6 separate regions of the Mus musculus genome follow, and all the other regions are linked to region 1. Evidence: chromatin contacts called from public HiChIP or PLAC-seq and promoter capture Hi-C data. All regions are on one chromosome and are shown on one strand. The core of a region is the stretch at or near the end of the contact, and the rest is flanking DNA. Distances in the headings are between cores, read along the strand shown. Region 1 holds the start of Zfp637 (zinc finger protein 637). Region 2 holds the start of Marchf8 (membrane associated ring-CH-type finger 8). Region 3 holds the start of Alox5 (arachidonate 5-lipoxygenase). Region 4 holds the start of Zfp422 (zinc finger protein 422). Region 5 holds the start of Rassf4 (Ras association (RalGDS/AF-6) domain family member 4). Region 6 overlaps Tmem72 (transmembrane protein 72).

Region 1 (4,492 bases), core at 519-3,018:
TCCTTTCCTACACTGAGATCATGATCACATTAATTCAGTTTTTCTTCTGGGTCTTTTGTGGATCTGTGCTTTATCACACATTTGATCCACGTAGAGGGTCTCCGCATAGGAGGTCATTTGAGCAGTTTCTTTATCCAAGTAGTGAGACTGTCATAACTAATGTCACTGTCTGAATTATCATTCCTTCCCCTAGTGATGTAAGGTACCAGGGATGGAGATGTCTGTAACAAGCATTTAAATACGCACTGGCAGAACTCACCCCTAGCCCTCACTCGGCACCCTCCCCCCTTCCTGATGCAAGTGTTAAGATGCAGGTGGTGGCTGAGGACTATGCCCCATTTAAGATCTTGGCAAGAACCATGTGTCTAGGGACTCTGATCTTTCAACCCCAATCGTAACCACTCTATCAAATGGATCTGGGCCAGTAAGATGGTGTGTAGGTAATAGTGCCTGCTGCCAAGTCTGATGACCTGAGTTCGATTCCCTGTAGGAAAGGGTGAGCCCACTCATACTAATGATTCTCTGACCTCCACAGGCACAGCAAGACACCCCTCACATCCACACACTAAACAAAATGGGATCTTTTTTTCCCAAAAAATACGTGTACCCAAGTCCTCAAGGCTGTTAAGAGAATCTTTGCAGATTTATGAAGGAAACATGAGTTCTTGTCTCCCCTGATGGCCCCCTTTTCCTACCGATGCTTTGTCAACTAAAACTTGTCCTAATCCCACATCTGGTCTCACAGAACAGAGATGTCCTGTGAAGTCAAATATTTCATCCAGTCTGACACATGTAATTCTGGGAAAGGAACAAGGGCACTGCAAGAGGAACATTTCTTATGGTCTCTTTCATTCAATAGGATAGCTAAATCTACCAAGGGAAGACTCTGGGGGAGGCTCACTACGAAAGAAGTCAAGTCAGGGCTCCAGGGTGAGACTAATGTCCTTTAGAAAAGCTATTAGAGGCAGGCAGTGGTGGTGCACGCCTTTAATCCCAGCACTTGGGAGGCAGAGGCAGGCGGATTTCTGAGTTCGAGGCCAGCCTGGTCTACAGAGTGAGTTCCAGGATGGCCAGGGCTATATAGAGAAACCCTGTCTCGAAAAACCAAAAAAAAAAAAAAAAAAAAAAAAAGGCTATTAGAAATGCATATAAATAAATGCAGTCGATGGACGTTTAAGGCATCTTAAAAGAGATTTTATTGAATGGATGCTCAATTTCATCCACGCCCCTCTCAGGACCAAAAGGGCTACTCTCCCATCTCTAATAACTAATTTTAGAGTGTTCAAATCTCAACCCTTGTGTCATTAACTTCTTCAGTTAGGAAGACAATGTTAGTGTCCACTCAGGGAATACTGTTCCCTCGAGTTCCCTTGGCTCAGAAAGTCTCCCGGGCCCCGCGTAGGTGCCCTATGGGGTCCTGGAGCCGTCGGACCTGGGCTCCCCACAAGTGAGCGCCCTGGGTCGTACAACTAGTCGGGGTAGTACCTAAACTCCGAAGTCCTGCAGTGCCTCGTCCATCTTTTGGGTGAAAAAAAACTTATTACACGGACCAGAGAGTATTCCTGATTCTTTGTCCGAAATACTTGGTCCCGGCTCCTATAGGGAACCCTGAGTCTTCTGCAGTTTTAACGTCATAAGCATTCCCAAGCTTCAACCACCGCTCCTCCACAGGACGGCGCTCCCCAACAACCAGAAGCAGCCACCGCGTTTCTGCCGCAGCTCGGTCGCGGCGCTTCCCACAGTGCCTCGGGGCGCGCGCGGGCTCCTGGGAGTTGTGGTCCGGCGACGCGCAGCGTTGCAGCGGCTGCTACGGGCTCGGCGCCGGCTTTGTCTGTCTGCGGGCGCGCGCCGCTGCGGTGAGTGTTGCTGAGGCCGGGGCTGTGCGCCCGAGAGAGGGGGCTGTGTCTTGAGCCTGCTGCTCCGGCCAGGGCGCGTGAGCAGGCCAGGCTGGCCGTCCGGGCCAAAATCGCCAACCGCAGACAAGGGTGCGCTGGTCGGAGAGCGGGTGGGCCGCGGTGTGCTGCGGAAGGGTCCTGCTGCAATGTCGGGGTCCCTGGGAGGCTGGGGCCCCGCGAGCGTGGGAGGGGCCACAGGAAGGTCCAGCTAGGCCAGGAGAGCAGAGTTCACGCCTAGGGAGAGAGCCTAGCAGGGAGTGGCGTCCAGCGTGGGGGGAATTCATCCTCACCCAAAGCTCCTAATCGCACGTTAAATTGCCTCATTAGATTTTTCCCAAACCCTACAGATCACCCTGTCTGTCCTCCAGCCCTCTCTCCTGAAAAAGCACCATTTTAGGTCTTGGATTTGTAGGGCGTGTCTCAAATGTAAGAGATCCCTCACTTTCTGGTCCTCAGTTCTTCCGAGAGCTAGCTAATTGAGATAGTGTTAACTTGTTTACTAAGAGAAGAAACTGGAGTCGGGGCTGTTAGGTTGTTCTGCTACAGGGCATACACCGAGGGAAACAAGGCAAAAAATTCAAGTCTCTCGGGGCCTAATTCTGAGCTGTGGTAACATTTCTGATAGGAAAAGCAGCGTTTTGTGTTACGAAATCACTCTCTTTCAATATCTTCAAGAATTTGATTGCTCTGACTTGAACAGGTTCTTCCTTGACAATTTCCTGTTGTCAGTTGTCCTGCTATTAATCAGGGAGTCTGGAGACACAGCTGAGGCATGTTGGCTACTTCTTAGCAGGTAGAGGAGTTCAGGTATCTACCGTGTTCACTCATTTTGACTTAACCATGTTCTCTAGACACTCCAGAGACAAAAAAGTCCAGCCCCAGGGAGTAGCTACCATGTGCTTTTCTTTGTGAATCACAGGGGAGTTTTGTTGGCTTTATTTTTAATCAATAATATCTCTAAGTGAATGCATTTGCAGCATGACAGGGGACCCCTTTATAGCTTGTGTTCCAAGTTGGAAGTGAATCCTTCAAAGATTTCTTGACATCAGGCTATATAACTGAATGGATAGAAGGGTTAGCTATTTGGTTAATAAAATAGAAAATCGTACCATCAGATTGCTAATTCATTAAGCTAGGAATCCAGCATTTTGACCAGACATACTGAAACAAAGATTATACTGTACCACTATGTAAACAAAGTGTACAGATTCAGGAATTTGATCCTTAAATAAGCATTCCATGGGGGGTGGGGGGAGGGAGTGGTGGTTTGGGTTAAGAGCCTACTAAGAATTACCAGAAGGTAACAAGACCTTCTTTGTTAGGTCCTTGTAACTTGAGGGGAGCTGAAAAGGAAAGCTGGAGCTATTTCTTCCTAACACCAGTCAGGAAGGCTGGTGTGCTGACTTCTTGCCTGGAAAGTAGAGAACCCCAATTTTTTATCAAGACCAAATGCAAGCAGAGCGGCCCTTACCTGGGGACTAACAGTACAGTAGGCACTCCTACTTCTCTGCTATCTGTTTCCCTCTGCCTCCTTGCTCCTAGATTCATTTCTGTTTGGTCAGTCCTGCTATCTTCCCCACCCCCACCCCAGCCCACCCTGCCCAAACATTTATTTATGATTATATGTAAGTACACTGTAGCTGTCTTCAGATACACCAGAAGAGGGCATCAGATCCCATTACAGATGGTTGTGAGCCACCATGTGGTTGCTGGGAATGGAACTCAGGACATCTGGAAGAGCAGCCAGTGCTCTTAACCATTGAGCCATCTCTCCAGCCCTCCAGTCCTGCTATCTTTAGCCCACTTTGCAGTGACATTACCTCAGAAAGTCTGGATTTCCTGTGTTTACACTCCAAACTGATCTCAACTCTCAGGTCTGCCCTTTATTGTTTGTTTTTTTTTTTTTTTTTTTTGGTTTGGTTTATTTATTTTTTCTGTCCCTCAGGTTCTCCAGACCAGCCCATGGAAGAATCATATGAAGAGGCGGTGATCAAAGTCAGCGAGCAGGAGTGGACATGTTTGGGTTCCCAACAGCTACCCTGCTGGACTGTCATGGAAGATACGCCCAGAATGTAGCCTTTTTCAGTGAGTGAGTCAGCTGGTTGCTGGGATGACGTCAGAGCCCCTATAAGAAGATGCATTCATTTGGTGAAGCTCACTGCTCTACAGGTTGCAGGGAAAGCCTGCAAGCTGGGATTGGAAATGATAATCAAAACAAAGCAAGAAAACAGTTTGAAGCCGGACAGTGGTGGTGCATGTCTTTAATCCCCGCACTTAGGAGGACGAGGCAGGCGGATCTGTGAGTTAGAGGCTAGCCTGGTCTGTAGAATGAGTTCTAGCACAGCCAAGGCTATATAGAGAAACCCTGTCTTAAGGGAGAAAGAAAGAAAAAAGGAAAAGCAATTTGATATAGAGGTGATGTTGGGGTTGTCTCAGGCTGAATGAACCTTGAACTCTGAGCTCTAACCCCGAGTATGAGACACATAGGGAAACAGGGAAGAGCTAGAGTGCACGGCCTTGTCCATTTCCAATGTAGCTTAATAGGCCAGAATAACGTGGACTTTAAAAGAAAGAATTCCAATCCTGTTTGCAGTATT
Region 2 (4,492 bases), core at 698-3,197, 1.5 Mb before region 1:
TGTCTAAACACCTCATTCTAGAAGAATGAGTCTTTACAAAGAAGGAGAAGTGTCAGGTCATCTAGGACTGGACTCTCTGGAGCCACAAGAAACCTCTTTCACAAGCTATCCCAGGTGTTGCTCTTGTGGAAAGCTGTCCAAGACTTAAAATCAGGAAGTGTGGATTCAAGGGCTGCTTTTCAACAGCATAGTTAAGATATAGATATTCATCTCTTAATTTGTTTCTGTTATTCCTCACACTTCAGATTCACCTTGTTCAATGCCATTATGATCATAGACACCAGCAGTATATTTTGTCACTGTTTTTTTTTTTTTAGGTCAACTATGTAGTCTAGGCTTGACCTTGAATTCCTGATCTCTTGAAAACCTCCTGGGGCAGAAATTACACATGCACACTAACATCGACTGTAACAGCATCTTTTGTTTGCAAGGAACCCGTAACTGATAAACGTGTGCTTAAGCATTTGAAGAGTTGAGTGTGACTAGTTGTAGGGTAACATTGGCCCCCTGGCTCATGCCTCACTTGGCATCCCCTGATCTACAGTCTAGGAGGGAAGTCATCCCCTTTAGCACAGACAGGAGGATTTTTACCAAAGGCCACGAGGCTTCTTGCATTGAGCAAATGGTCACCTCAAAGCAACTGCTTTTTTTCTTTATTTTAGCAGCTTTACCTTCTAAGTACAGAGGTTTCTTCCCACTTCCTGTTTGTTCCCTTGTTTGGACAGATGCAAGATTTTGGTCTCAGGACTCAGAGCTTTGTTTTAGATGAAGAGAGGCTTCAGAAATCTCTTGGGTAGGGAATCCTTGTGTTAGGAGACTCTAGCTTTGCCTAAATAATATTTCCAGCTCCACAACTACTCAGACACTTCTAGAACTTGGAAATCTTTGTCACTTCGGATGGCAGGCTCCCACACCCCCAAATCACTTAATTGACTCTTCTTGCCCATGTACGACACTAATGGAAGTTTAGTCCTGCCTTATAGGAAAGCCTGCCACCAGGGCAGGAGGATTCTCTCAGGTTGTAGCTGCTGCTTCCCACAGCAAAAATCTGCACGAAAAAAATTCACCATTCCATCTTCTAGATGAATGTTGCTTTCAAGGTGATCTACAGGAATGGACCCATTTTTTGCTTTGCTACATGGATCCAGATGTTTTGTCTCCTGACAGTTTGCTCTCTAAACAGCATAGTATGCAAACTGACCAGCATATTTGAGTATGCTGAGTAACCTGATTAGCTAAACCAACAGACTTACTTCTAGACAATAGAAAATCGTGGAGTACTGCAGGGATTGCCTTACAAATCTCTCATGAATTTAAAAAAAAATACCTTGAATGTACCGTGTAATAAAGATTATTGGATAAATAAAACTGCCAGTGGCCAAAACCTCTCCTTCTGTAAGATGTGACTTAGGAAAATTAGAATGTCAAGAAATTGTAAAAGTTAGGAATGATAGCTTCTGAGAGAATCTTTGGGTCCAACCAACAGTACTGTGGTGGGGACAAGTCACAACACCAGTGTACAGGTATAATCAGGGATGAGTTTAATGTAGACAAAGTAGAGTCAAATACGTCTTGTCTACATGGACAGAAATATCCTCATAAAAATTATGAATACCATATTTACATATCCATACCATATACACTCAGAGTCTCTCTAGGTTAGGGAGTGAGAGAAAAAACAAAACAAAAAACCCTGCTCGTCCATACACACAAACGTTTTACCGCGTAGTTCTCGCTCCCACTTCATTTGCTAGCGCACCGGAAGGTTTACCTTTCTCTACACTGAGAAGGTGAAGCCGGGCGGAGTCTACCAGCAGCCTCACCCAGCGCCAGTCTACCAGGCGGCCGCCGCCGCTACCCCGCCTTCCCAGCGCCCCAGGTCGCCAAAGCAACGCTTTTAGCCTGAGGCGCGGCGGGGCACGTGACCGGCGCGTCACGTGACCGGTCAGTCGGCGTCCTCTCGCTGGGTGGTGTAGGCTGCGCGCTGACCCAGCGGCCCTGCTGCGTCCGGCCCGGGTCATGCAGGAAGCGGGCCGCGCGTGGAGCTCCGCGCCCACCTGAGCTGCTCGCGCCGAGGTGCGGCGTGGCGGGGCCGCGCGCTCCGGGCCACCAGGGGTGTGGCCGCTGGGAGGCCGCGACAGGTGGGTGCGCGGAGGTCTCGGGCCGGGGAGAGGCCGCGTGCTGCGGGGCGGGGTCCGGTCACCCTATCGGCGGGCGGCCGAAGGTCTCGGGCTCTCTCAGGTGAAGTCCTGCCCGGGCTGGGCTGTGAGGGCGCGCACCGGGCAACCCTCCCTCCCTGCCTCTGCTTCAGTCTCCGCGTCCGTCCGAGATGGAAGTGTGGATTCCTGGTGTCTGAGTGCCTGACGTGGCGTCTGGACGGTGCTGCTCTAGTAGAAGCGCTGGAGGCAAAGCGTAGGTAGGCTGCTTTACATTTTAATCGCCGCCCATTTGCTCGTCTTTAAAAATGTTTTTTTTTTTTTTTTGGACTCCTTCATCTGAGTCAAGTTTTTTTAAATAGGGAATTTATTAGGGGAGGATTATAATGGCTCACGTTCTTCTCACGTATCTTTAACGCAGCTAAACCTCCCTTAAAAAGAAAACACGCTTCTCTGAAAGCCCATTTGAAAAAAAAAAAAAAAAAAAAAACAACAACAAAGGAAGAAAGAAAGCCAGCCCTTTTCTGCTTCTTTGTCTCCCCCACGTAAAGACACACAGTGGTCATACAGCTGTCAAGATTTATTATGAAGTGGTTTTTTTTTTTTTTTTTTGTCGTTTTATGTTTTTGTTAATTTGATGATGTCTCAAGATACGTATGAAGTATGGCCCTTCCCATTATTTTTTTTTTTCTTTATTTTGTTCGATTATATGTTATGCAATTAGAGAAATAATAAATATATAACTTATCTCTTGGAAAAAACAGCAGTATTTCTGATCAGCCCCAGGAGGGACTGCAATCGTGCTTCTATATAGTAGACTTCACATGTACTTGCTTGGTTAGTTACTCAAAATGGGAGTGGAATACTTCATTTAGAATACTCAAATCACGTGCTGTGAAAAAGAATGTATGAACTATACATGGAATGATGTGGACACTTTTTTTTTTAAAAACTAAATGTTGAAAATCTGAAGCAAGAAAATTTTGCATTTTGAGAGATTCAGTGTGTGAGACCCTATGTTCAATAAAATCAAACGAAATATCCTGTTGGATGCAGTGAATGAGGGTATGCAGAGTGTGAAATTACTGAGGAAGTTAAAATAAAGAGCCATGTGTACTTTCCTAACTTCTTGTTTCTGGAGACTTTATTGATAAGAGATGTACTGAACTTTGATGTTAGCAGGGAAAATCGCTGGGCACGGTGGCGCACTGTGATCCTGGCAGTGGGAAGATAGAGGCAGAGAACACATTTTAAAAAGTTTGTCCTTTGTGAGGAGGTGGCTGTTGGTCGTCTAATGTCTGTGACACCCAGGTGAGGTACATTGTCTTTTCCAAGACAACTCCCTCCTTTACCTTCTCTTTAAGTATAGGCAGACGATGAAACTGTGTTGCATGTCTTGGCTACATCCAGGATTGTCAGATGAAACACACGATTCACAATTAAATATGAATTTTAGGTAAACACAAAATATGTGGAATGTACCTAAACTAAAAACAAATTTATCATTTATTTGAAGACAAGGTTTCCTTGCTTCTTGTTGCTAAATGTGAGTGTTTTAAGTCCAGCATGGCTATGTCATTTAAACCAGCATTAGGAGAAATTAGTTCAAGGCCCAGACAGGATGGAATAGATTCTCTTGTTAAGCTTCCCTGTTGGGGGCTGCAGATGTGGTTCTGTAACAGGGGGAACGCGTAGCACGCACAGGGCCTTTGTCCAGTCTCGGATAACAAAACAATCAACCAGTGGGAGCGAGAAATGAAGAGCCCTCTTTACTGTTGGGTGAGCCATCTGCTTGAAGGGCATCTTCTGTCACAGGAGTTCTGTCCCTCTTTTTCCTCTACCATGTTCTGTTTCTTCACTTTTCTTTCTGAGGATTAAACACAGGCTCTCACACAAACCAGGTAACTGCTCTGTGACTGGTTCTGCAGCCCACAGCCCGTTGTTTATAACGTCCCACGTGAGTACTGATTTCATGTCCCCTCTCTCTCCATTTCTCCCTCTGCTCCCACAGCTTCCTCTGAAACATATGGCCTCTTAGCCTCGTAGTCTTTATTATTGTTTTACATACACACATGAACACATGAATTCTGTTCCTTTAGTATTTCTTGTATGTATATGTGGTTAAGGCTGACCATTTGGGATTGGAGGATTGGGTAACCTATCAGGGAACTTATCCCTGGAGAAGATTGGTTTGCTCTCTCTCAGCAGCGATTAATTGCCTGTAGCTCTTCTTCCAAGGGTGGGGTCTTGTGAGATTTCCCTCATCCACATTGTTATATCAAAAGATGCTGCCATTGTTCAGGTCTTCCCTAAGAAACCTTACTGATGAGATTTTG
Region 3 (4,492 bases), core at 1,300-3,799, 1.4 Mb before region 1:
TGACACTCAGGAGAATCCCATCTGCAAAGGCTCCTGACCTGAATCGCTACACAGAACTCATGTGGGAATCATGGGGGATGGGCAATAGTGGAATGTATTAAAACAGGTTAGCACTGACCATTATTCGGTCGTACATTAGGAAGGGGTGCTGGAAGTGGCTGGCCGGCCTTCACGGTGGCTGCTATTCATGGAAACAATGTGGCACTTTTCTAAGAACAGTGGGATAACCTTATCTTCTTAGCTAACACTTCCCTTAAGGTTTCTTTTCTACCTTTACCCAAAAGGGACATCTGGACTTTAAAGATACACTGGCCACAGAATGAGGAAGTGGCTCTGGACTGTGCAAGACAAAGTATGGAGTAACTTTGCATCAACAGGAACTTTCTCAAAGGCTGTTTTCTTTTTCTTTTTTTAAGGCTCTTTTTGCATCCAGCCAGAAGACAGCAGTTCACTTGAGCTGTGGTTCCCTCCCCACAATGGAAATATGTATGCAAATCTCTCCTGAAATTTGCCTCTGGGGTTCTTGCTAAGGTGTTAAATTAATGTCACCTGAATGACTTTTCAGGTTGGGAGGCAGGACAGAAAGGCAAATGATGAACAGGACAGGCCTCTTACTTCCTGTCCAGTCATTTATGATGGCCACATTGCCATTCTCCTCCTGGAGGAAATGACACATAAGGTGTCCTGTGCTGCACCTAGACTGAACCCACTGATAGCTAGATTTGTGGAGAAGGCCCCCTGTAGTCCATTTATAAAGAGGAAGCATTCTGTCCTCTCTTCCTCCCCCTGTATACTGGGAGAAGCCCCAGTTACTGAAAATAAACACAAGTGCTTTGGAGGTTGCACAGGGTGTCAGCATCCCAAACGGATGCCATGCTTGGTCTTTGGCAGCACCATTCTCTGGCCAGCTCTGGTGAAACTGAGCAAAAGATGCCATTCTGAGGTCAACACCCACGCTTGCTTGTTCAAGCCTGGTTAGAAGCTTGCTAATCAGGGCAAAGTACCAGGTCCCAGGATAGGAATGTAAGCGTCGTGCTTAGAGTTTGGGACCCAGAAAAGGGCTTAACTATCATTTCCTTGGTTTAGGCTGAACAGATCTATCTAGTGGAAGCATATGAAATTGTCATTGTGCTTATCACAAATGGTTAATTCTAAGCAAGTTCATGTGGGTCGACTCAATAGTAAACTAAATGATAAGAAGGCAGCCTGGTAAAATCAAACCTAAGCCTAGTTTAGACCTGGAGGTAGTAGAAGGAAGAGGAACCCCCCACCCCCACCCCAAGGGTCTGCAGCGTGCCTGTCTATTACAGACTCACTTACTGAGCAAGTCTGATGTACTAGGCACTTAGTGGGTCACTGAAAACCATGACCTGCCTGTGTTAAGAGAAAGTCATGGGGCTAGACTTTACACACCAGCAGCATCCAAACGGAATGGCCTCCCACAGTGCCTGTGGGGCTGCCAGACTCCAAAGTCTGTATTAGGAGGGAAGAAAGGAAATCTTTCTTCCTTTTTTCCTTCAGAAGCTAATACTCAGGGAGGAAGTGTCCTCTTGCACGCACCCTGCTGACAGTCTTTCCAAAGGCTGCTCGGGCCAGACCTTCCTTCCTTTACATTCCTCCACTGGGACTGAGTGCAGGAAATGTAGGGTACCTAAGTGTGGGGGGCAATCCCTGGACTCATTCCTAGCCCCCAAATGGGACTGGGCTCCCTCATGACTCATGGGTAAGATTAAACCTAACCAATTTTTAGTTTGGTAAACGAAGGTCCACAGTAGGGATAGAAGAGTGATTATGCCCAAGTTGACTCCCGATCCTGGATCTCTGACTTACCCTGGACTTACACTGTCTACACAAAATGGCTAGCTGTCGAACAGGGCTTTCTATGCTTTGCAGTGGTACTGGACTCTGGGGCACTAGGACCTCAGAACTCCCGAGGTGAAGGGGCCTCTCACAAATTCTGGGTCCTGTTGGTGAAAGTTTGTGCCATCTCTCACATAAGAGGCCAGCCACATCAGTCCCCCACATTGGAAGTCATTTGTCCCTTAAGATACCCGAGTCATCAGGAAGTCTAGGGTGCCTCGCTTGCCCTGGCATGCACCGACTCTGGCGCTGCATCAGATCCCCAGATGCGCTCACATAGGGTCACGAGCGCGCTGGGACAGACAGTTCTCAGGTGCCTGCCTGTCCTGCCCCGCCGCCCTCCCGCTCTTTGCTGCCAGCCGTCGGTCCCAAGCGCGCATTCTCACCGCGCCCCGTTCGAAGTCATTGTAGAATGCCTTGTCCAGCAGATGCTTCTCGCTACAGCCCGCAGAGCCAATGAGGCTGAGGTAGATGTAGTCGTCGGTGCCCGCGAACCACTGGCTGCCGGTGGCCACGGTGACCGTGTAGGAGGGCATGACTCCGGGCAAGTGAGTGCTGCTGGTGTGGGAGCAGGAGCCCGCGAAGCTCGGCGTGGCAGCCCACCAACTTCTTGACCCTGTCACTCGCGGCAGCTCCCTGCCACAGTGGCCAGCAGCGGGCCAGCCTTGCGCTTGGGTCTGGCTCCACCCTGCGACCGGCCCTGCCTTCAGGCGCTGGCTCCGCCCCTGTCTCTGGCCAGTCCCAGGACCCCACCTTCCAACGCATCCTTCTCTCCTGTGGCACTGGAGGGACAGTGATCTCTGATAGGCTGAAGCCCTTGTTCCTCTGCCCCATCTCTACCTAGCTTTTATCCCTCATGCATTTTTGTTTTCATTAGTCAATTAATCCCTTATTTCTTCCATCTTTATGGCTTCTTGCCTGTTTCAGTGTCCCTCACTGTCAGCTCAAGAACTACCTGTGTCCTCATTCAGTTGCAGCACACAGCGTATGCAATAGTTACACTTAGAGCAGGGGGTCTGAAGCCCACAAGGAGAGTACCTGTAGCTCCACGGTGGACCCCAAGGAAACTTGAATGTTGGTTTCTTCACAAAATGAGTAAACCTTCTCTCTCTGGGCAAGGTACTGGGAGGCGCGGGGTGGGAGCAAACTTGGGGGAAATGGTTAGTGGTACTGGGAACCAGCCTTAGAAAGTAGTGGCCCGAGTGGGCGACTCCTAATCTGCACCTGTGGGACTGTCTGGAACTTTAATGGCATGCTTGCTGAGAGCGGACTTGTGATGGGAAAGGAGGTTGTCTTGTCCGGAGATGGCTTAAGGAGTTGGTTAAGACTGAGAGTCTTAGGGAAGAGTGGGATGCTCTTCAGTGAGAGCCTACCTGTGCATTTTGGGTAAAGGTAGAAAAGAAACCTTAAGGAGAGTGATTGCTGGAAGGTGAGGAGGGCTATCCCACTGTGCTCAGAAAAGCATAACATTGTTGCCATAGAGAGAAGGGAAAGCAGCTGGTCACTAGAAGGTAGGCGGTCAATGCACCCTCCTTAATTTACAGTGGAACAATGGGCAGCATTAATTTGTCTGTAATAAACTGTGCTACTACTTCTTGGTTATTTTTTTCCATTCTGCTTTTCCTGCCCTCCAGTTGATTGGATGGGGCTCACCTAGCAAGTGAGACAATGTATAACAATTAAATCTACAAAATCCTTCGATAATACCCTGCTCATGTTGGATGGAATGACTACATTCCATACATTGGTCATGCCACAGTCTAAGTGAGCTCTCTTCTGAAATTTTGAATCTTCTAATTTCCACAGATCCTTGGCACATTCCCTTCCCTTCTGGGTGGTTTCTCCTGCCTTCCTTCTGTACCTCTAGATCTTGTGCAAACTCCTTCCCAGATGTTGTTTCTTCTGTGAATCTGTTTGCCTCTCTTTGACTGCTACCCTATCACCGCTGCTCACACTTACTGTCACATTGTCATCTGTCCCAAGGGGATCTGCTCTGTCGTCATTTCTCCCATCATATTATGAGCTGCTTGGGGGCTGGGATTGTGTTTTGCTCATATCCTAGTTCAGCACACTGTGAGGTACAGAGAAGCTGGACACAGGCCTTAGTTATTGTTAGTCCTCTGTTATTGGGGAACCTGTAACTTGCCAGGAAAGCAGGTGTTTGTGGTTGGAAAAGCAGAAGGGAAGGGAAGAGAGAGGACCAGCCCTTACTTCCCCTTGCTGGTGGCATGATTACCTGACTCATGCAGCGGCGTGTCTGTGAGAGCCCTGGACCCTCTGCAGTCCAGTGCAATGGCAACAGGATGAACCTGCCCCTTCTCCCTTCAGCCGGACAAAGCAGACCTGGCTTCTGCTGGCCAAGGAAGTGACTGAAAACGTATCTGAGTAGTCACTTTCCTCTACAGGTGTGGACCACACCTAATTTTAGACAGCTTAAAAAAAAATACAGAGAATCACAGTCAGACATTCCGCAGAAAGTGAGAGACCTTGGGACATTCAACCCAAAATGCAATGTCTCCCTCAAATCCCTAACCCCAGAGACCATGGAATCCTCACATAAGAAGAGGCAGAAAGATTGTAAGAACCAGAGGGGATGGAAGACACAAACAAGGCCCCTTAAATCCACAGGAGC
Region 4 (4,492 bases), core at 552-3,051, 1.2 Mb before region 1:
AAAACTGCATCCATGTGTAGCCAAAGCACACCTAGTACAAGTGCAATGACGCACTTTTAAGAGACAGGTGCTCGTTAGGTGATTCTAATGCCAGAGGTTAAGCTTAATCAGCATCATCATCATTTTGCAACGTTTCTGATTTTGGACAGGCAAAAGAGAAGACGAAGAAAAACATAAACCTGTTAGGGAGGAGCCACAGAGAGTATTTTGAAGGACTAAAAAGCAAAAGCAAGATAAAGTCTCAGAGAAGATACAAAAATAACTGCAAAAGATGATCAATATCTCTGCTAAACAGCATCTCAGGTCAATACTGGCTGTGCTAAATTTCTCATTTAATAGCTGCTACGTAAGATATCCAATTCAAAAGAAATGACAGATTATACTACACCTCCATAGATTCCTATCTATTCTTATTTGCTTGGTTATTTCTATAGATGATAACTTAGCAAGCGGAGTTGAAAATAGAAGCTAATCGGTAAAGAGAATTTCAAGTTTCCCAAGAGTCTTATTCAGAAAATACTAGGTGAGAAAAATCTGGAAAAAAAAAAAAAAAACCAAAACACTTTATTCTTCCTTTCCTAGACTATAGCACGCCAAGAAGGAGAGCACAACCAAAAGCTCTAAAATAAGTTTATTGCATTACATTTAAGGTTGTCTGGAAGCTGTCAAAACAACCCCTTCCACACACACACACTCCAAATAGGCGAGAGTGTGGGAGGTGTTCAGGCCTGCAAAGCCAGTCACTGGACTTCCAGTGTCTTAGGTTAGTTGGAAAACCTACTTGCAACTCAGTTATTTTTCTGAGTTTCCTTGCACACAAGCATTTAAAGTAAGTAAATAAAAACACAAATGACATCTTTTCCTGCCTTTTTTTTCCTTCGTCTTGATTTTGCTGTATAATAATCCTCCAAACGTAAGAGTGCCCAGGGGCTTTTCCTGGGTGTTTAATAATTTTATCTGCTACAATTGCAGCAACAGAAAGAGCAAACTGCACATAACACAGATCTACAGCAATCACTGCCCATAACCGTCTCGGTTATGTACAGACCACGTAAACAGGAGACACTGTGTGGGGTACCTGGTACTCAATAAATAGCTATAATGGTAAGCATACACTTTTAAACACATCTCTTTAAATACCGGGGAACTCACAACTGGTTGCAAACTGATCGATTATGGAATCTACCTATGGATGAAGTAATCATACTTACAGGTAGCCTATGTGTGCTCCTATTTTTAAAATAAAGCTGATTTAAAACCTCCTTTCGTGGGTTCGTAAACACAGGCCCGAAGCTCCTTTAGCTCCTTTACCCATCCCAACCCCGGAGCCGCCTCCGGGCCTGATTTCTCACTGTCCGACCTGGGGAGTCCATCGCCCCCTCGTCTAACGCCCGCCAAGTCCGGTTGTCTGATCGAGGTCCCCAGTAGGGGAGAGGCTGGGTAAAGCTGGGTGATGGAGCTCCAGTACTGGGGACCCGTCTAGCCGGCGTGCACCTGCTCCCTCACCCATTTACGGCAGCAACAAAGAGTCCGCCGCTTCCCTCCAAGTCGCTCACAATGGCCCGGTGCAGCCTACCCACCCGTACAATGGAGTCTTTCTCCTCCGCGGCGAGCGGAGGCGCCCAGGCCGAAGCCGACCCCAGCCCGAGGCCACCCGCCGGGCTCCGTGCAGCGCCGCAGCCCGACCCGACCCAACACCGGCCCAGGCAGACCCGCAGGCCCCGCGTACTCACCGCGCAGGCCGCCACGGTGCCCGCCTCGCGCCTCGCCCGCCGGAAGTGCGGGCTGCTAGCCGCGGAGCTGCCGGCCGCTCTAGGAAGAGGCGGAGAGACCCTCTATGGTCCCCGGCCCACCCCACCATATCCTGCGGATTCTTCCGGTGGTCCTTTTGTGTTCCTCTCTTACCACTCAGAAGGCAGAGCCAAGGACCTTAAGGCCTGTTACCCGCTCTCTTTCTATTCTGGTCGACCTACACAGAAACTGGCCTTTGTTAGATTCTGCTCACCACCCCCAAACCAGCCCGTTCCAACTTGTAAATTGCATTCTTAGTACTGAGTATCTAGTCTAGAGAAATAACTTCAGCCTAAGGTGTTACTTATGTTTTTCACGGGTCGCCTTATATCACCAAAAGGCCCGTGAAATTTCTGGAGGACACTGTCCGCACAGGCTGACTGATTGATTAAAACGGCGGTGGTGAAGAGAGGTTGGGATGTTGCAGGTCCAGAGCATAATTAGTATTCATCTTGGGATGCATCCATTCCTTGTCCACTTCTATGGAAGGATGTGCAACATCCTGACAGATAAAACACAAAATCCCATTCTCCAATCAAAAGGCCAAGAATACTATGTTAGATGACATCTATAGCTGAGATGTCTAAACAGAGCTCTAACCCACCTCTCTGATGTTTCTACAAATGAATTTAAAAGTATCTTGATTTATGGCTTTCTTTGTTCTGTTACTGTCAAACCTTCATGAATTTGGTTGCAGGTTGAAAGGCGGAGTTTGGGTAATCTAAATCTGTGTTCCCTGGGCCATCATCACTTGTGTTTGGCCTCTGAATAAAACTCATGACTTTGAGGAGAGAGCCGTGACTTTGCATCAGCCACTCCTATCAGAGGAAAATGAATGCGTTCAGTGTACTGGGCAGGAACCCCAGCTTGGAGAGGAATTCTGCTCCCGCTCACACTGTGAGTGAACAACTCGGTTTGGAAAGGCACACATGCTTCCTTCCCAGGGGAGTTCTAATGGCTTCAGATTCATCGCATTAAGGCAGACTCCCCTCACTGGCGACCTTGGCTGATCCTGGTGTCCATAAATGCAACTTCCTGCAGAGAAGCAGCACTCTTCTGCGCGGCTGGCCAGATAAGTGAGCTTCTGTGGTTATGGAGGGTTTGGGAGTGTCGTAGGTCCGGAGCCCAGTCATAACAGAGTTTGAGGTATCTCTAGCCATGGAAATAACCACTACTTTGCCCACTTTTGACCTGACATCCTGTGACTGACAGGTAAAAAATATTTTGGGATGTGCTAATTTAACAAAACTGATTTTCTACAACCAGAAGTCCAAGAGTCATCTGATAGCGGAAGCCTGCAGCTGAGGTTCCTCCATGCTGCTATAACCTCCCACTCCATGCTTCCACTAGTGTGTTCCAAAGTGTCTTGTTTTGCAACTTTCTTTATTCTATTACTATGAAACTTCATGAAACTGCTTCCATGTTGGGGCCTGGGATTTGAGGTAACCTAAATCTGTTTCTGGGCCACGGTCATTTATATTTGGTCCCAGCATAAACTCTCTTGACCCATTGACATGTGCAACTCTCCAGAGCTCCAGGCTCCTGGATCCGATTGCTTGGGATCCCGTTTGAATGCGCAGTGAGCATGGCACATCAAACGTTCTGTCCCTCGATAGTCTCCGCCCAGCAATTGACAACCGTGCCTTCACTCCAGCTGCTCAAGCCAAAATCCTCAATGTCACTCTTGTCATGGTCTCCCCTACTCTAAACTTACAAACAACCCTTCTGGTGCCATCTGGGGGTCTTGGCTGGGTGTTTTCTCACCAGCTAAAGAAATAAAAGAGAAAAAAATCCAAGACACAAAAAGGTAAAAAAAACAGAACAACAACAACCACAACACACACACATACACACACACACACACACACACACACACACACACGAGCATTGGAAAAGGAAGTGGTGGACCCACCCATCCCCCAGTTAAAGTCAGTGAGAAAGCAGGCCCCGGAGACAGCTACTGAAAAGCACACAGAAAGAAAGACTCTCCACAAGGTGGAAAGGGGATTCAGAAACCAAAATCCATTTTCCTCACGTGGGGCTATCAGCGCCCTGTTCTCTATCATTTTCCTCATGGGGGGGGGGGCTTTTGGGTTCCCCAGGTTGAGTTCTCACTCTCCTCATTTCATACTGGCTAATGTCCTGTTTGGTGTTATACTACCTTGACCCAGCTAGAGTCATTTGGGAAGAGGAACTCTCAGTTGAGAAACAACCCCTTTCATCCCCTTATGTTCTTCCTGTAGGCATATCTGTAGGGCATTTTTTTTTTTCAATTAACAGTTGTTGTCAGTGGGCCCAGCTCAGTGTAGGTGGTGTCAGCCTAGGCAGGTGATTCTGGGGTATTTAAGAGCACAAGCTGAGTGAGCCCTGGGGAGGAAGGCAGTGAGCAGCTCTTCTTGACTTCTCCATCAGATCCTGATTCTAGGTTTCTGCCCGGCTTGAGTTCCTACCATGGCTTTCTTCAGGAATGGACTCTTACCTGGAAGTGTAAGATGAAATAAACCCTTTCCTCCCCAAGTTGCTTTGGTGATGGTGTTTCATTCCAGCAATAGAAACTCTAACGGAGACAGTTTAGACAGAACAGGGAGCGGACAGACCCGCAGCTCTAGGTAAACATGCTCAGGATTGGCCTTGAACATATCTAAGCAGCCTGGACGGGTCAGCCAGAGGGAGGTTCCTGCTGCCTGAAGAAAGTTCCACC
Region 5 (4,492 bases), core at 1,266-3,765, 1.2 Mb before region 1:
CCCTCCTGCTCCTGTCCAAGGCTGCTCAGTCCCACCAGCTGGGAAAGCCCTGAGAGGTTGTGTACCCTGCCAGCTGGAGGTGATGGAGATCCAGGGAGGTCTGACAAAGCACAGCCATCACAATCTCCACTCCTACCAGGGCGACTCCCCTAGCCAGGCCACCTCTGCCATGTGACCCCTATGGTCCTGGTGACCTTATATGAACCCTCTCTGCCATGTAGGCTTCCTTGGCAATGTTTCCCTTTCTCTGAAGATACAGGTCCTTGTCCTTGTCCCCTCTGCAGCCATCTCTCCTCCCTGTGACTCGCTGGGTTAAATTGCAGCCCAGAGGCAGGGTCCCACCCACACACCTGCAGGACAGATTGCTGGTTTCTGCTGTTGCCCTCCAGTGTTCTTTCCCGTAAGCTGAGGTAATAAAGTAATTTCCAACCCTCCCTCTCCCCCTCATACAATATACTCATATTTCCTGTCCCCGCATCCCCTCCACTCCAATCCAGGCTCACTCCCTACCTATGGAAGAGACATTCATGGAGACAGGAATCCTCCCAGCTATGGTATGGGGGCCAAATGGATACTCAGTTTGCCTGGGTCCAGGAGTGCAGCCCAGCTGAGCAGCCCCCCTGACTACTTGGTACTGGCTGCCAGGTTGTTCTCAACACTGTAATATCTGCCACACGCATGCGACCTTTGGCCTAGTCTGTGCACCATGTGCAGATGCTGGGAGAGGTTTCTCTGGAGACCAGTTGCTATGTCTTAGAATCCCTTGGGACATGGATCCCTTTGAAAACATAACACCATCATCCCCGAACAAGAAAAATGGGTGAGTGTGACTGTGCATGCATACACACACACACACACACACACACACACACACACACGAGAGGGAGAGAAGGGGAGAGAGAGAGAGAGAGAGAGAGAGAGAGAGAGAGAGAGAGAGAGAGAGAGAAGCGTGAGTGAATGAGGATGATCAGGATGCCTGAGTCCAGTTGCCCTGGATCCCAGGCTGAGAATGTCTGCTGCAGTGACTCTGAGAACCATGCTGGCTGAGATTTTCTTTGTCACTGACTTGGTGTGTGACCTCAACTGTTGTGCCACCTCTAGGCCTTGAGTTAGCTAGTTGTAGTGGCAGCTGGTATAGAGTGTCCCTGGGGCAACTAGGGGACTATATCACAGCCCATCTTCGCTACCGAAGGTCAAGCAAGGGGGTGGCAGGGCTCCAATCCTATCTCAGGGTTTGTCCCAGGGGAAATCCCATAGGCAGGAAGGAGATTCGGGGAACTACAAGTTTGGGGAAACAGCAAAAGCTTTAGGCCTGCAGCGACTTCCTAGTGCTGATAGCTTACTTTTAAACAGTTTCAAGGGCTGGTGAGGAGGCTCTATGAGTAAAGCGCTTGCTGCCAAAGCCTCAGGACCTAAGTTTAATCCTCAAAAGTCACAGGAAAGCGGACGGGGAGAAACGACTGATGCCACAGAGTTGTCTTGCACACAGCCACTATGACCCACAGGTACACATGTACATGCGCTCTCTCTCTCTCTCTCTCTCTCTCTCTCTCTCTCTCTCTCTCTCTCTGGTGTGTGAGTGAGTGTGCATCTGTCTGTTTCTCAATAATAAGTAAGTAAGTAAGTAAGTAAATAAATAAATAAATAAAGACAATTTCAAGCATTTTCTTCGACATACTTTTAGGTTAAACAACCCAGCCTCCCCAAAGGTCTGGGCTCAAAGCTTACCCTGACTGCATTGTATGACCCTGTCAAATCCTTTCTATTTTCAATCTGGAGTTCATCACCAGTTTAAACAACTATGACCCTAGGACTTCATCCACAATAAACACTGTCGACATTGGGCTTCAGGCTCCAGAGAGATAGTGAGGTGCCGGAGATCTCAAAGAAGAGAACGGGCCCCAAAGAATCAGGAGACAGGTGGAGTTTAGCCCTGAAACTATACGTGAGTGGCATATTGTGTAGCCCTTTGGTTATGGCCCACCGCACCAACAGCGACGGAGAAACAAGTGTCTGGATGAGTAATCATCCTAGCGTTGGCTTTCCAGCTGTAAAATCTTAAGGTCTTGCTGAAACCCTCTTCCCGCCTCTAAGATCGTGTTTCTAGGAAGCTGGCTGAGAGGAGGATGAGGTGAGCACAAGTGTAGCCGGCCGTTGGATTCACGTGCCCTGCTAAGATTTTGCCCGGAAAGTACCTTATCTAGGAGATGTTAGGCGCCTTGCCACCCTCAGCCCTTGGCTGGAAGCCCGCAGTGCGCCAGGCTGGCAGGGGGAGGAGACTCGCGCACTGCGGCTGGGGGTGCAAGTGCTCAGGCTCTAGCGCCCTGCCTGATCGCGGCCCCAGGGTCGAAGGTAGGGTGCTCCAAGGATGCCCACTACCTTTGCAGTCTGAGCATCACTCACCGTTCAGTCATCGCGCGGTCCAGAGGCCACCAGCAAGAGAGGTCGCGTGCACTAGAATTGTGCCTGCACGGACTCAAGAGCCCTGCATCTGCTGCAGGGATCAAGTCCGTCCCAGCCCACCCTAGACACACCTCCTCCCGCCCCCGAACACGCCCCTCTCCGCCCTGGACACGCCCCTTCTCTCTGGTCAACTGCTTTGCCTATCAGCCCATCTCTTCCTTCTAGGGTGCTTGGTACTGATGCCCCTCAAGTAGACCCCGAGCATTTGCTCACTTGTTCGATCTTTACGGACACCACTAAGCGCTTCGCGCATCACTTAAGTCCCCAATCCTCGAGGGCACCCCAGGACGCAAAGAGAAAGCAGTAGGAGTGGGTCCCCAGGGGCCCTCGGTCTACACAGGCGGAGGCCAGGGAGCCTGGGTAACGCAGATACTTGGGTTTCAACAAAGACCTCTGCGCAGGCGCTACAGCTACTACTGTGCGCTTCCTAGGGAGGGTGGAGTGTGTGTTCGCGCGCGTGAAGTCTGGGACATTTATTTATTGTCCAGGTGGCACCTGCAAGCAAAGTTGTGGCTTCTCAGAAAGCTACATTAAAAAATAGGAGCTGGTGAATTTAAAAAGTTAGTTTCCTCTCTCTCGGTCGCTGTTTTCTGAGGAGATTGGCCAGCGCTGAGGCAGAGCCCCAGGCTATAGGCTGGGAGCTTAGGGAAGCTGGGCGGCTGTGAGGCAAGGGAGCTTTGTTGACTCTGTTTTATTTCATGGTTCCCAGTCCTGACTTCAGGACCTCTTGCCCTCCCTCGCAAAGTAAGTCATCTCAGCTCGGCTCATTCCCTGGTTTCTAACCCTCTTAGAGTCACAGGGCCGTTTTAGAGTATGAAGTGGGACTTCTAAAAGTGTAGGTACTCACGTATTTGAAAACAGACGGCATTAGAGTCTCTGGACCCCAATGCAGCGCACCGTGCCAATTATGGCCGGCGAAGAGATGGCAAAGAGATTGTGCTCCGCCCTTTACTTCCTGTGTCACAGACTCTCTGTCTATTTCCCTACCTGCAGCGGGCTAAAAATGACCAGCCTGCAGTCCCTCTTCAACTTAGCTTTCACTCGTGTTCTTAGAGAGTGATCCATTCTCTGCCAACTAGGGTTTCCTGTGGTTGGTGACCTGTTGTTGGAACCCATGTTTCTTCCCACAGCCCGAAAGCATCAGAACTGAGCTCATTATTTGGGTGCTTCGAAAAGTTTTGACAAACCAAAAGCACGGAATTCCACCGTAACTCCCAACTTCTCCAATTCACCCCTGTGCAACTGAAGAAGTCAACAGCCGGTGGGGAGGGCGAGTCTCCCTGTGGCTCTCCAGCATGAGTCGTGCTCTCTGCCCCAGTTCACCTTGTTGTCTCTCTCACCTTGCTTGGGACATAGGCCTCAGGTGTCCTGAGCCCTCCTTGTATGTTTTACATGTGCTGCTGATCTGGTCTGCTGTTGCTCCACAGCCCTAGCCTGCCTTGATTAAATGCTTATATTTCTCTGGAGAACAAACTGCCTTTCACAGAGACTCCAGTTCATTATGTAGGAGGGGCCACCCTGCAGCCATTGGGATGTCTCTAGGAAGCATCACAGTCAAAGCTCACAGCACAGTCTGAGGTGAGGCTGCCACCCAGGGCCTGCCCTGCTCTAGGCTGGCTCCAGGCAGCTGGGCACCTGGTTCTGTTCTAAGGCAACTGGGAAATCATCTTTGTCCCTCTGTCCAGGGCCTCGTGCGCTGAGATATGATTTAAATACATGAATTCTGAAACATAAGCGAATGGATTATCATATAAATGATTTGATATGAAAATCACTTTCCTTTTTTTCTTTGCCTGTGGAGGCCCCAGGACTTAGGTCATCAGGCTTAGGGGCCTTCCCTGATGAGCCATCTTACCCACCCACCCACCCACCCACCCACCCTCCTTTTCTGAGACAAGATCTCATAAGCTCAGGCTGGCCTAGAACTCACTATGACTAGGTAGCAGAGGATGCTCTTCCCACCTCCACCTCCCAAGTCCTGGGGTGACGGGAATACATCACTGTGCTTGGCTCTGAGAATCGTTTTCAA
Region 6 (4,492 bases), core at 1,474-3,973, 1.1 Mb before region 1:
CTGAACAATTGTTGGGAATTGGGCTGCCGACTGTAAGTCATCAATAAATTCCTTTACTATTTAGAGACTATTCATAAGTTCTGTGACTCTAGAGAACCCTGACTAATACATAGCCATTGTGAAGCCACTCAAGTAGGGGAGTGGGGGATCTCCTTTGGAGAAGCCCACACCATCACCACCGTGTATCAGTTATGTAATATCCTTCCCCCCACCTCCTCCCCCATCCCCCTCTCTCTGCCAGCACCCACATATACGTGAACGGTGTACTATCCTCATCTTTATCCCATCAACTCTATAACTTGGTTTCACTCTCAGTTGTCTTGAAATTGTTTACTCCTCTGGAGTCAGTGCTCTGGCTTTACCTGACTGGAAGCCGTTGAGGGAAGCAGTTGTTAGGGAGACTGCGCTGACCTGCAGCCTCTCCACCCCCAGGGTAGCACCTGTTTAAATGATAGGACCAGAGAAATTTCTGGGCACGCTCAACTTGTATCATGAAGTCAGTAGACGTTGTGATATAGTTAAGAATAAGGGAAAAGATGCTTTTGGTACAGAACATGTTTTAATATAAGGATCTGCCGCCTCTAATGGCGCTGGCCTCACTTAGAGTCTTAGACTGGGAAGGATGAACCAAGGCTATCAAGACCCACTCTCTCCTATGCTCACCCATCTAGGAAAAGTATCCCCCAAGATCCTTTGCTGCTGAGGGCTTGGCCAGAAAGAAAGAATGGAAAGCTCAGAGATCTGCCCTGGGGAAAGGCCTCTTTCAGAACAGAATGTGAAGAATTCACACTGAGTCCTCAGAAACATTGTAAATACATCTTGGAGAGAATAAATAAATAAAAGGGTGTTCAGAACACCCTGGTGCTGGTAGCAATAAACAAATCGCTGAATCCTCACTTAATAGAGAACTAGACGCAGAGAGCCAAGGAGACTCCTGTGGGATCAGCCTATCCTGGGAGATGCAGAAACTGCTGCTCAGTGCAGCCTGTGCCCATTTGGGAGCAGTCAGGTCAGGGTGTGTGGAGGCTCCAGTTACCTGATTCAAGTTATGACGTGCTCAGGACAGTAAAAGTTACAAGGATACAAAGCAGATTAGTGGTTTCATAGGACAGAAACTGGGAGGCGAGGGGTGAGTCTTAGTGGTTACAGGGCTGGATTTCTTTTTTTGGGGGGTGGGGGTGGGATGAGCATATAATGAACTTGAGATGTGAATGCATATAATGAACTCAGATTAGAAATACACTAAGATCCACTTAACTGTATGGTTTAACTTGGTCAATTTTATGACAGCAAACTACATCTTATTAAGGATGTTTAAGAAAAGCAAAGCAAGCTAACCAACCAACCAACCAACCAACCAACCAATCAACCAACCAACCAACCAAGAACCAAAGATTTCTAACACTATATAAGCTGATGAGAGACTGCAGTGGTTTGAATGAGAAATGTCACCCATCTAGTTGGTGCTGCTGTTTGGGAAAGTTATGGAGACGTTAGGAGGTGCAACCTCACTGGAGGAAGTACATCCCCAGGGGTGGGCTTTGAAGGTTCACAGCCTCATGTCACGATTGCCCTCCCCACTCGGCCTCATTTTCAGTGTGTGGATGAAATGTGGCCAGCTGGCCTCTAGCTCCTGCTGCATGCCAGGTCTTCTCTGTTATCATGGACTCTAGCTCTCTGTAAGAACTGTAAGACACACACACTGTTTCTTCCTTAAGTGCTTTTGGTCATGGTATTTTATCTCAGCAACAGAAAGTAACTAATACAGAGAGAGAGACACAGGGAGAGGACCTGGCTCCTCTTGGTTAAGGGCTTTGTTCCCTCTGGCCTCTGGCCTCAGTCGGGCTGGAAGCTCTGCTCCCTGACCTTCAGCCTTGCAATCTGGAGTTAAGAACCATCTCCTAGGTCTGCACTGGCCTCACCTCACACAAATTCATGGTATCATGGTAGTGTTTTCTTGTTCTTCCTCACCGTGAGATCCCCGTAGTAACAAGGACATACCCACCCATGCCCCATATTCCATATATTTTATTTTTCCCTGACTGCACTATCTAACATCCTTCATTGGAAAAGCCCCCTTGGCCATCCATCAGCTGCCTATCTTTTGACCTGAGGGATGAGACCTACTCCAGGCCCCAGCTTGCTTTCTGCCTTCACTCCTCACAGTCTTAGCAACGCATCTTCTATTTCAAAAAGTGTTCTGTCCATCTGGGATGCTGGCTGTGCTAAGCACCAGGCTAATACCAGCTTCTAGGGTGTCTCATTTCAACACATTTCCAAAACAAAACAAAGCAAGACAAAACCAAAACCAAAACAAAACGACGTCATAGGTGCTGATCATTGTACCGTGAACATCTTCCTTATCTAGACTATAAAGTACAAGATTTGAGGCTTACCCATCAGAGAGCCCTGAAGTGGGTCCCCTCCTCAGACACAAACTATAGGACTCTTAATTTCTGTTGCTCGCTCACTGGGGGTCAGCTATGAGGAATAACATGCCTTTATTATTTTTTTTTTCTGGCAGTAATCCTGTGGACCAAACATACTATTTAGAAAAGATACTTTGCTAAACTTTTTACTGAGAACTATCTAACTCAAATTCCCTGCCACCTCTGTAGTTCCAGGATGCCGCCATGCCTGCCTGCTCGCTACCCTCTCCCCTGTGCCCTTCCCTCTGCTTCCTCCCCTCCTGTCTATTTTGAGTGATCATCTACTTAACAGAGGATCTACTCCCACGTATCTAAGCATGGCAGAGGTACTTCCCTATGCTGTGTGGCTCTCTGGGGCAGTCTTCTTGGGGCCTGAACTACAATGACTACTCCATGCTATGTCCTAGCCATTTCTGCTACAGATGGCCACAGGTTCTCAGACCCTTTTAGATTGAACCATCTATACCACCTACTTGGACTCTGAACACTGCTCATACTGTTGGATAGGGGGTAAGTGAGGGGAGGGCAGGAAGCCCTGAGTTATCCTTCTGGAATGAGAGATGCTCTTCTGGTCAGCTTTCCTGGCAGTGAGCACAGAGTGGTATTGTTTTCCTTGGTGATTCTGAAATGCCTGCTGCCGAGCCCAGTCCCAGAGTATGCTGAGAATGTAGCCCACTGCCAGGCTGTTCTCACTTGAGATCCGAATCTTCTTTTCTCATATCTACCCTGAGCAATCTTGCTTACGATGCTAATATAGCCCTGGGCCTTTGGCACCAGTAGGTTGTATCACAAGCAAAACATACCATAGAGTTCTTGCTGAAGGCTGAACCCTTTGTTGGGTGCAAGGGTGAACTCATGTCTTCTGTTCCTTTAGGGCTTAGAAAGTTGGGTCAGCAGCCTTGTGGAGAATGAAGCCATGGTCTCTTTTCCCACCTTTTGACAAGGAGACTATGTTGATTACACATGTCAAAGCTTCATTTGTACCTTGCTGGAGGTCACCACAGATCTGGCTTGGTACACTATCTCATTGTTCTGAATGCCCAGCTACCACTAGGATGCGAACAGCTGGCCAATGGAGACCCTGAGTTCTCTGCAGGGACTGTGGCTATTAGGACTCTTCTGGCAGGTCCATCCATCTGCAGACCTCTAGCTAAGAAGCTCAGAACAGGTCAGTGGCCATGAGAGAAGGCAGAAAGTGTGGGGTCTGGGAGGGAGGGATGATGGGAGTTGTGTCAGAGCTGGTTTCTTCTGGTTCACTGTCACTATCACCCAGACCTTCAGTGAGGGATGGGATGATTCTGACCACATTGTCTTCAAAGTGTACCTGCTTTTTCTTGGCCAAGGAGTCAGCCGGCTCCAGTGCCAGTTCCATTAGGGTATCTTGGGTCTGCAGGACACGTGGCTTCTTGGTCCCCTTTAGGATGCTCTTCATGTGGATAAAGAAGGAGCCAGGCCCCTCCTTGAAGGCCTCATGGAAAGTATAGGTTTGCTCAGTGTCCCCAGAGCCTGTGGTGCTCACGACGCTGCTGGAAGGGTCTGTGTACTGCTCTGTGGGGGGTGCCACCTCTGGAGCAGCCTTTTTTTTCTTTCGCTTGCTCAGCAGGAAGTAGGCCAGGCCAGTGATGATTAACATGGAGCCTGAAAAAGATCTGGGAGGTCAAGACACTGGACAGACATGCCATGGAGGAAAATCAGAGGTAGAGCAAGCCTATCAAAAGCACCACTGCTGTACTGTACTGTACAGCCATGCTCAGCACCCTGATAGGTCTAGCCTTCACACACCCACACCAGACTCTGGGGCTGATATGATGGCATGACACAGCTTAAAGGTTCAAAGAGGACCAGTGCTGTGGGGGGCCAGGGTACAAAGGAAGGGATCTGTCTGCTCTCTGTGCCCCACATCCCCTCCATATGGAGAGTTGGTCTTGGTATTGACTTCATTACACCTTCAGTTTCCCTCTTGGGGTGGATTATCAAGGGCAGGCATGTGTGATGGCTTTGCTAGATATGGATTCTGCTGGGGATGTTGGATTTGTTGGATGTCTTCTCACTCTCAGAAATGT

The links. Promoter capture Hi-C pulls out the DNA fragments that hold promoters and counts their contacts. HiChIP or PLAC-seq counts read pairs in DNA pulled down with a chosen protein or histone mark.
Region 2: a promoter capture Hi-C map of hippocampal neurons shows a contact between it and region 1, with 6 times the contacts expected there. The contact joins the promoter of Marchf8 here to the promoter of Zfp637 in region 1. A contact is called at or near these places in 16 of 39 promoter capture datasets (the 3T3-L1 cell line, 3T3-L1-derived adipocytes, the HPC-7 cell line and 11 more).
Region 3: a contact with region 1 is called in a promoter capture Hi-C map of second pharyngeal arch cranial neural crest, with 7 times the contacts expected there. The contact joins the promoter of Alox5 here to the promoter of Zfp637 in region 1. A contact is called at or near these places in 8 of 39 promoter capture datasets (the 3T3-L1 cell line, 3T3-L1-derived adipocytes, HPC-7-derived erythroid cells and 4 more).
Region 4: a promoter capture Hi-C map of embryonic stem cells shows a contact between it and region 1, with 4 times the contacts expected there. The contact joins the promoter of Zfp422 here to the promoter of Zfp637 in region 1. A contact is called at or near these places in 11 of 39 promoter capture datasets (3T3-L1-derived adipocytes, the C10 cell line, the HPC-7 cell line and 9 more), 3 of 484 Hi-C or Micro-C datasets (cortical neurons, nephron progenitors and uterus), 11 of 115 datasets of contacts at active chromatin or transcription factors (the NIH/3T3 cell line, SST interneurons, differentiating embryonic stem cells and 8 more) and 2 of 9 other capture datasets (adipose tissue and pancreatic islet).
Region 5: a promoter capture Hi-C map of second pharyngeal arch cranial neural crest shows a contact between it and region 1, with 16 times the contacts expected there. The contact joins the promoter of Rassf4 here to the promoter of Zfp637 in region 1. A contact is called at or near these places in 16 of 39 promoter capture datasets (the 3T3-L1 cell line, 3T3-L1-derived adipocytes, the C10 cell line and 10 more), 1 of 484 Hi-C or Micro-C datasets (embryonic stem cells), 15 of 115 datasets of contacts at active chromatin or transcription factors (the NIH/3T3 cell line, differentiating embryonic stem cells, embryonic forebrain and 8 more) and 2 of 9 other capture datasets (adipose tissue and embryonic stem cells).
Region 6: an H3K27ac HiChIP or PLAC-seq map of stem cell-derived neural progenitor cells shows a contact between it and region 1, with 9 times the contacts expected there. The contact joins the enhancer-like site here to the promoter of Zfp637 in region 1. A contact is called at or near these places in 5 of 39 promoter capture datasets (cranial neural crest, frontonasal cranial neural crest, maxillary cranial neural crest and 2 more), 2 of 484 Hi-C or Micro-C datasets (embryonic fibroblasts and nephron progenitors) and 5 of 115 datasets of contacts at active chromatin or transcription factors (the NIH/3T3 cell line, embryonic limb bud, large pre-B cells and 2 more).

Annotation. Positions count from the first base shown.
Region 1 is chr6:117,839,413-117,843,904 of GRCm38.p6, forward strand. It overlaps Zfp637 (zinc finger protein 637), which reads left to right and starts at 1,769. Exons shown (of 3, transcript NM_177684.3): 1 at 1,769-1,856; 2 at 3,841-3,980. The coding sequence starts at 3,911.
Region 2 is chr6:116,336,075-116,340,566 of GRCm38.p6, forward strand. Marchf8 (membrane associated ring-CH-type finger 8) reads left to right here and starts at 1,948. Exons shown (of 8, transcript NM_001302383.1): 1 at 1,948-2,141; 2 at 2,312-2,416.
Region 3 is chr6:116,458,629-116,463,120 of GRCm38.p6, forward strand. Alox5 (arachidonate 5-lipoxygenase) reads right to left here and starts at 2,550. Exons shown (of 14, transcript NM_009662.2): 1 at 2,247-2,550. The coding sequence starts at 2,396.
Region 4 is chr6:116,627,198-116,631,689 of GRCm38.p6, forward strand. Zfp422 (zinc finger protein 422) reads right to left here and starts at 1,802. Exons shown (of 2, transcript NM_026057.3): 1 at 1,734-1,802.
Region 5 is chr6:116,671,321-116,675,812 of GRCm38.p6, forward strand. Rassf4 (Ras association (RalGDS/AF-6) domain family member 4) reads right to left here and starts at 2,516. Exons shown (of 11, transcript NM_178045.4): 1 at 2,404-2,516.
Region 6 is chr6:116,691,463-116,695,954 of GRCm38.p6, forward strand. It overlaps Tmem72 (transmembrane protein 72), which reads right to left. Exons shown (of 5, transcript NM_178768.4): 5 at 1,263-4,067. The coding sequence ends at 3,589. Among named protein-coding and RNA genes, the nearest start is that of Rassf4, 20 kb to the left of the region's middle. Within about 2 kb of position 2,724, at least 54 of the 459 cell types and tissues checked have an H3K27ac peak or open chromatin away from gene starts, as enhancers often do. A contact at or near this core is called in stem cell-derived neural progenitor cells, where this site is marked.